Linked DNA regions of Zea mays: region 2 is linked to region 1. A link is a contact called in public Hi-C data. All regions are on one chromosome and are shown on one strand. Each heading gives the region's core, a stretch centred on a gene start, on an enhancer-like site or on the middle of the called end of the contact. The rest is flanking DNA. Distances are from core to core; before and after follow the strand shown. Region 1 has its middle 37 kb from the start of LOC103626932. Region 2 holds the start of LOC100281176 (VHS and GAT domain protein).

Evidence for each region. Hi-C and Micro-C count contacts between places; a contact is called where the count stands out from the background.
Region 2: a Hi-C map of tassel shows a contact between it and region 1, with 5 times the contacts expected there. The contact joins the promoter of LOC100281176 here to the enhancer-like site in region 1. A contact is called at or near these places in 4 of 25 Hi-C or Micro-C datasets (ear, leaf, leaf mesophyll and 1 more).

Annotation. Positions count from the first base shown.
Region 1 is chr5:138,372,400-138,375,836 of Zm-B73-REFERENCE-NAM-5.0, forward strand. No RefSeq gene overlaps it. Among protein-coding and RNA genes, the nearest start is that of LOC103626932, 37 kb to the left of the region's middle. Within about 2 kb of position 2,047, at least 16 of the 20 cell types and tissues checked have an H3K27ac peak or open chromatin away from gene starts, as enhancers often do. A contact at or near this core is called in ear, leaf, leaf mesophyll and 1 more, where this site is marked.
Region 2 is chr5:138,570,435-138,574,247 of Zm-B73-REFERENCE-NAM-5.0, forward strand. LOC100281176 (VHS and GAT domain protein) reads left to right here and starts at 1,729. Exons shown (of 10, transcript NM_001154095.2): 1 at 1,729-2,112. The coding sequence starts at 2,012.

The DNA.
Region 1 (3,437 bases), core at 797-3,296:
GGACTACCCCCTCGCTCGGTTCAAGAGGGATAAATCATGACGGAGCAGAAGCGAAGGCCCAAGACGGAGGGAGCGTTCAAGGCAGGCGAAGACTCTGTCGGTTCCCGATGCGGCCAGGAATGGCGAAGGCCTCATCGACTTCCGAAGACCCGACACACGCTACACAGGGGGCACTGTCGCTACCCACGCGTTGTTGTCAACGCGGGCCCGTGTAAAACCGCTCTGGGTCACCTGGTCCCACTTGTAAGTCACAATGAAGGTAGGGTTAATGGTGTATCCATCCGTGTTATACCTAATCACACTGTAATGTTCTGTAATAACCATTGGGAGGGGAATATTCTAGGGATAACGTAGGTAACCAGGGACATAATTGTATTTGCCAAGGTGATACTGCCCCTTAGGTACTTATAAATACCCACACATAGCATCCTAATGCAGGAGGCTGAAAATCCACCGTGTTGACAAGTATCAAATCATTCCCGTTCTCCATGGTTTGGATTAGTTTGACCACGTGTCAGCAAGTTCCAACACACTTATACCTAATGACTTCTTGCATATTAGTTGTTGCCGTGTCATATATCCTTCTCTTTCGTATGCCTCGGTAATGTCATTATACTAATTTGTGCGCTGTCATTATACTAATTTGTGCGCAAGGCGACCCCAATCACTGTCACTGGTGAGCAGCATTCGTGAATCGTGGCCTGTCAGGACCGCGTGACCATCAAAGCAGATGCTCCTGCCATTACAAGTTTGCCTACTCTGGACTCAGGAGTGGACTCCACCACGGTAACGGATAACGTCATTGTCAGTCGTCGTCGTCCACTCCGGCGGATACTACTAAAGCCGCACTGCAGAAAAGACCGTCCATGCACCGTGCGGATTTGGTTGCGTTGCCTGTCGTGGTCGTCGCCGCCTCCGTTCGTTGCCTGCCTCACACACCGGCCATGATAGTACCATCCACGAAGCTTTGAAAATTGAAATTGCCGGCAAGATTTGTTGACCTTTTATTTTGGCATTGCATAATTGCAACCATTCGTCCGCTTAGTGGAGTGGATTTGTGGTCGTTCCCATGTGGCTAAAACAAATCTGAGGTCAACGTGGTCTATTCAAGCCCAAATCTGGAGGGGGAGACACGTGCTGCTTGCTATCTATCTGTATCCGTTACAACAGAAATGACACTCTATCATTGCTAGACGCAAGTTATTCTATACTTTGGTCCTCAAGATATACTGAGCTTAGGACCTATTTGGTAGCAATTTAGTTTTTAAGAATTCAGACTGATTTAAAAAAACTGGTTAACTCGTTAGAAAAATGCCAAAACAAACAACCCATAGTCTAGTCTAGTGTGACGCTGAATTGTCGTCCACGTCTTTCAAGAACCAGAGCTCCGTCGAGGAGTCCTCGGTGTTACAGTAGAGTACCACCAACCCGTTGCTCAAACTGCCCGACTGAAACCGTTTCATCAACATTGTAGTAGAGTACCACTTCTCGATCGATTGCCCAATCGAGCAACGTTGTGTTGTCCTCATCCACGTAGAGCATGTTTATTCAATTGTAACAACCTAAACCCATCACCTAAAAGCAACTCAGTTTGACTTATTAGTTTTCAATAGAAGAAAATATTAGTGTTTTTAAATAATGAAATGGTGACATAATTAAATCGAACAAATTTTTTGAATAGTAAAATTTTAACAAGTGTTTAATGTATTTATTTATAGAGCATGATTTCTGTTTGTTCATAAATTACAAAGGTTTTATTTTTAATTACTTTATTTTCTTTTGTGTGTGAAGACCACTTTATTTTATTAAATGACAGATTTTAGGTCTAAAAGTATCTGATCTAAAAATTGGTACTTTCAACTATAAAATATTTTTTGATTTATAATATTTTAATATATATTACAAATGTATAAAAAAAAAGAAAAAGGAAAAAAAACAAAACAGACGTCCGCTCGGCCCTTGGCCGAAATGGCCTATATGGCCTAGCCGGTTTCTATTCCCCTCACCTTCCCTTTCTCTCCATGACGTGCGTGACCCACCTCGCATTATTTCTCTTTTTTCCCGGGGATCCATCCGCCCACTCATCTCCCTCTCTCTCTCTTTCACCTGTGCATTGTCCCACACGTCAGGTAGGGAGCGTCTTCAACATCGTATTCCTCTGCTACGGCTGATGTTCCATCGTAGCGTTCGCCTGCATCATCCGTTCGTGGCCGCCCCGCCGCCCGCTCAACTTCCACTTGGTGGAGCAGCCGCCGTGCTGGCTGTCCGTCTCCCGCGTTGCATTTACTGCTTCGTGCGTAATTAATGGTGGTTGGCGCAACCGTTCTTTCTCCCGACGTCCTCTCCTCTTCTTGCCCTCCCCTCCCAGGCATTTCTCTCTATTTCCTCGATGCCACTAATGTTTGTCTCGTCCGTTCTCTACACAATAAAGCAAGGGTTCAATTTGCAATTTAATTTGTGATTAATTTGATCCTAATCCACCTCATCTCCTCTTCAATATAAGACGCAGTACCCCTCCCATTTCCTCCTGCTGCAAACGCTAGCGCATGTTCATCCTCCTTGTTTGCCATTGATGTCGCTTGCTACTCATGAAGGCCTTCCTGCTTGCAAAGTCTGTCTCCGTTCACCGGCACCGTGAAGGAGCTTGCCCGATCATGCTGTTGTTTATGCCTTGCTGTGTACGTTGTTGTCGACGAGAGATCCAACTCGAACCTAGTCGTTGGTGCGTAGTCGTGGAGCCGAGCCCTTCTCCATTCTCTAGGGTCGATCGTGCTGTTCCACTTCTACTGCTGCAAGCGTGAGGTTAAAGAAGATGAAAATTTAAACGCTACACCATAAAAGTCTAGTCACAATTTCGTATAAATTTATGCCATCACTACCGGACACAGCTCCTTTGCCGAGTGCCTAAGGCACTCGGCAAAACCTAGAAAACACTCGGCAAAGAACGCTCGGCGAACTGTACATCGGCAACGGCCTCTTTGCCGAGTACCTTTTATCGGACTTGCCGAGTGCCATTTGGTACTCGGCAAAGAAAAGTCGCCGTCACGACGCCAAGTGACGGTGACGGATCCTTTGCCGAGTGTCTTCATTGGCACTCGGCAAAGAAGCCAATTTTACCGAGTGTCTGCTATCATGGCTCTCGGCAAAGACGGCTCCAGTGGGCCCCTCCGCCAGTCCCTTTGCCAGTACCTTTGCCGAGTGCGCTGGGCGGCACTCGGCACAGGTAGCTTCTTTGCCGAGAGCCTTGACCACAGCACTCGGCAAAGAAGGCTTTACCGGTTCCCAGGTGTGCCTTCTTTGCCGAGTGCCATGGTCATAGCACTCAGCAAATATACCCTTTGCCGAGTTTTACACTCGGCAAAGTGACCAGAAAGTCCCTTTTTTATTTGTTTTTGCTATTCCATCCAAACAAATAAAAGATATATAGCATTCACATC
Region 2 (3,813 bases), core at 479-2,978, 200 kb after region 1:
GAGATGTGCAAGGTACGACAACTTCGTAGTTACCATTTTAATTGAAGGTATATGAATGAACATGTTTTGAATGTTAATGCATTAGATTATGAACGGATCTGTCGGATGATTCGATTGGTCCCCCGCATCCGGTGACGCAATCTTCTCAAAGTGCCCCAGTCGAACCGGTGCCTCTTACTAGGGCTCTCGAGCCCCTAGAGACTAAGGATGTAAATGGTCGGTAAAATTCGGTAAATTTACAGTACCGTTTACCGGATTTTTCCGGTCGTTTTCAGATTTTTCGGGATATACGGAAAACGGGACGGAAACGGGATATGTTATTACGAAAATGGTACGATAAACGGTGAGACATATTTACCGTATGTTTTCAGATTTCTCGGGAAAATTCGGTATTTTCCTGTATTTCTTACCGTATTTTCTCGGTCCACAAAACAACCAAGGAGACAGGAACTATACCCGTTAGGGCTTAGGGTGTAGGGTTTCAGATGTCATAGAAGATATATCAAGTGATCCAGACGACATGCCACATGATTTCTAGTTTATGTATCGTGTGTTTAAGACTTATATACTATGTGGTTAAAACTTTAGTGAACATGTATGATCATTTATGTGTGGTCATGACTATGTATTGTGTATTTGTGTGGTTGAGACTTGTATGTGGATGTGAATGAACAATCGTGTTTTAAGACTTATGTATTTTGTGTTAAAATTTAAGAGTGTATGACCAATTATATGTAGACAAGATTGTGTTTTGTGTACTTTTGTGAATGAGACTTGTATGTGGATGTGAATGAACAATTGTGTGGTTAGGATTTGTTTATTGAGCTTTCCGATTACAGTTACCGTTTCCCGATCAATTCCGAGCTATTTTGCTCGGATTTATCCGTTTTTGATATACCGGAATTTACCGACCGTTATCCGTTTCTGACTTTCCCGTTTACCGATTTCGACTGAACAAAAAATTATGCGACTGAAAAGGTGAGAGGTTTTTTTTCGACCATTACCGGCCGTTTTCACCCATACTAGAGACTAGCCATCAAGAGCCGAGCCAACCAATGTTCCGGAGTGCACATCATCCAGTACTTTGTTTCGGTTACGGTACCTGGTGAACCAATGGTTGAGGATCTCACGGTATTGATCAAGCCTTCCAATGCGTTGGTCGAGTCCTTCATCCGCCAAAGCTCTACCTTAGCCCCTAAGATGCCAAAAGGTAAGTGGCCATTGTCTCAACTCGATCAATTTAAAATTCATGATGTTTCAATTTATCAAGCATTATTTGTCATTTAGACCCTATCATCGAAGAAGTTATTCTCGATGTCGGATTTTTGAAAGTCAACTATGTGAGTGAAGACTATACAACGAGACAAATTTATTAAGTCTGATTAATCTATAATTAGCAAACTTCTACCGTAGTATCACATGGATGAATCATAGACTAATTATGTTTAATAGATTCGTTTTACTGTTTAGTTCTTATGTGTCTAATTAGTTTTATAATTAGATGATATTTTAATACTCTAACTAGCATCGGAATACTAAAAATCAATGCCGGCTTCGGGTTGGCGGACACAATCCGCTCGAATTCCAATAATCCAGCAGAATTATATAATGGCGAGTTAGCCGAGTACATCATTGGTCCGGACTCAACTCAAGTGCCTCCCCGTGGCAGTTCAAAGAAAAACTAAAAAAAGAAACAAGAAAAAGACAGAGGCGGAGGAAAACCAACCCGAACAGACAGGGGCGATCAGAAAAGACAAGCAGCGTCGTCACAACACAATTCAGAAATCGTCAAGTCCTATCGTGCTCGCCGAAAGACCGCCGCCTCGAACGGCTCGACACGACGACCTTCGCTCTCTCCGCCACCGAATCCACCACAAAAACCACCATATCCACTTGTTGGCCGGCCGGTCAAGAAGACCAAGGACAAGGGAGAAACGAGGGGTTTAGTTGGGCGCGCGGGCGATCTCTTCAGTAAGGCGTTGTGTGGTGGTGGTGTTTGGACGGAGCGGAGATGTCGTCGGCGATGGTGGAGCGGGCAACCAGCGATATGCTCATCGGCCCGGACTGGGCGATGAACTTGGAGATCTGTGACATCCTCAACCGCGAACCCGGGTGAGGACGCACGCACAACTTTGCTTCTTTTTCTCCCCGTTTCATCTGCGTGTTTCCAGTGCTGGTATTACTGTTCTATTGCTGAATGATGGGGTTTTCTAAATTTTATTGAAAGCAGCCTCCGTTTCTATCAAATGGTGGGGGGAAACTACCTTGGGATGTTCATTTTGTGGTTTCTGGTTATTAGTATATGTCGTCACTTCGTCAGTTCATCTTGTTCTTTGAAGGGAAAAACTGGCTTGGGAGTGTTGGGTCCTGAATTATTCCACCAGTTATAAAATTTAGATGTCGAAGTGTGTTCTGCGATTAAAAACAAATTCTGGCCTAGAGCGTCTCCGACAGTTCCCAAAACATTCTCCTAAGGGAAATTTGGATCCATACCATTAAAAGATCACCACTTTGGATCCATACCATTACTATCTCACTTACATATAGGTCCACATGAGTCAATGACATGTGGGGTCCATGGTATATATCTAAAGTTTGGATCTTTTAATGGTATAGATCCAATTGTTCCTTCTCCTAATCATTCATATGATTTTTTTGTAAGATTGACAAAATACATCTCCAACAACTCTCAATTCCATCCCACGCGTGGGGAAAAAAAAATCCGTGGACTCGCGGTCGTGTGTATACCCCCCCACCCCCCCCCCCCCCCCCCCCCCCTGCCGCGAGATTTTCCGCAGGATCTGCGCGGCCGTGCCCCGAGCTGCGCGTCGCGATTTCCCCGCCACAGAGCGGCCCGGATGCCACACAGTGTTCTGCACCGTGCTGTTCCCCGGCAGCGCCACCGTCGCGTAGATGGTGTACGCGCCGCCCGAGTACTCCGCGGCCGGCCCAGTGGGCACGGCGACCCTGAGGGTGTTGTCGCCGTGCTCTCCAGGTAGGTCATCAGGACGGGCACCGCGCTGTTGCCGCCCTGGGAGTGCGAGGCGATGAACAGGCTCCTGCCGGCCATTGTGCTGGCGAGCTCGGTGTTGACGCCCCCCGCGACCCAGCCGCTGGTGGCCTGCGGCGCCCGGAACGCGTTCGCCGCGTGGTTCGTCCAGTACAGGCTGGCGCCGCGCACGGGGAGGTTAGTGCACCGCTGGAACAATCGCCCTGGCGGAGAACATGGCGGACGAGCAATTCTCTGCTGCTGCACCATGGCGGTGGACGCGAAGAGCACCAGCACGGCAACGAGAAGGAGCAGCGCCGACTGGCGACGAGAAGATGCTCTTACTACCATGAGTTCTGTTGCAGGACACACATGGTGAACTTGGTCATGGTTTTTGTATTGGGGCTAGTTCTTTATGAATTTCGTTTAGTGTTTGGTTCGTTGCCACAACCATAAACTGTAATATGCATATGCTTTATTCATCTCCGGTAAAATTTGCAGACGTGACATATTTGTGGATATTTCGTTTGGTTTTTTTCCTTGCCTTTGACTCTTAGGACTGGGATTCGTCATTTTTATGTTGGCTAAATAAGAATTGTTAATTTCAAGATCATGTATCTTTCATGCTAGTAAGAGTTGAGAATTTAAAGAAAGAGGGGAAGGAGCTCTGCTCATAGTTTTCAATTTCAGGACTGCTTCATAATTTTCTGGGTTTCTTTCTGCTGTCACTTAATGTCTGCTTTCAATTTTCCATCTTGTGAACTATTCTTTTCACTTTTGTGCCACGACTTGTGATGGAATCTCTGTTAATTAAAAAATTACTT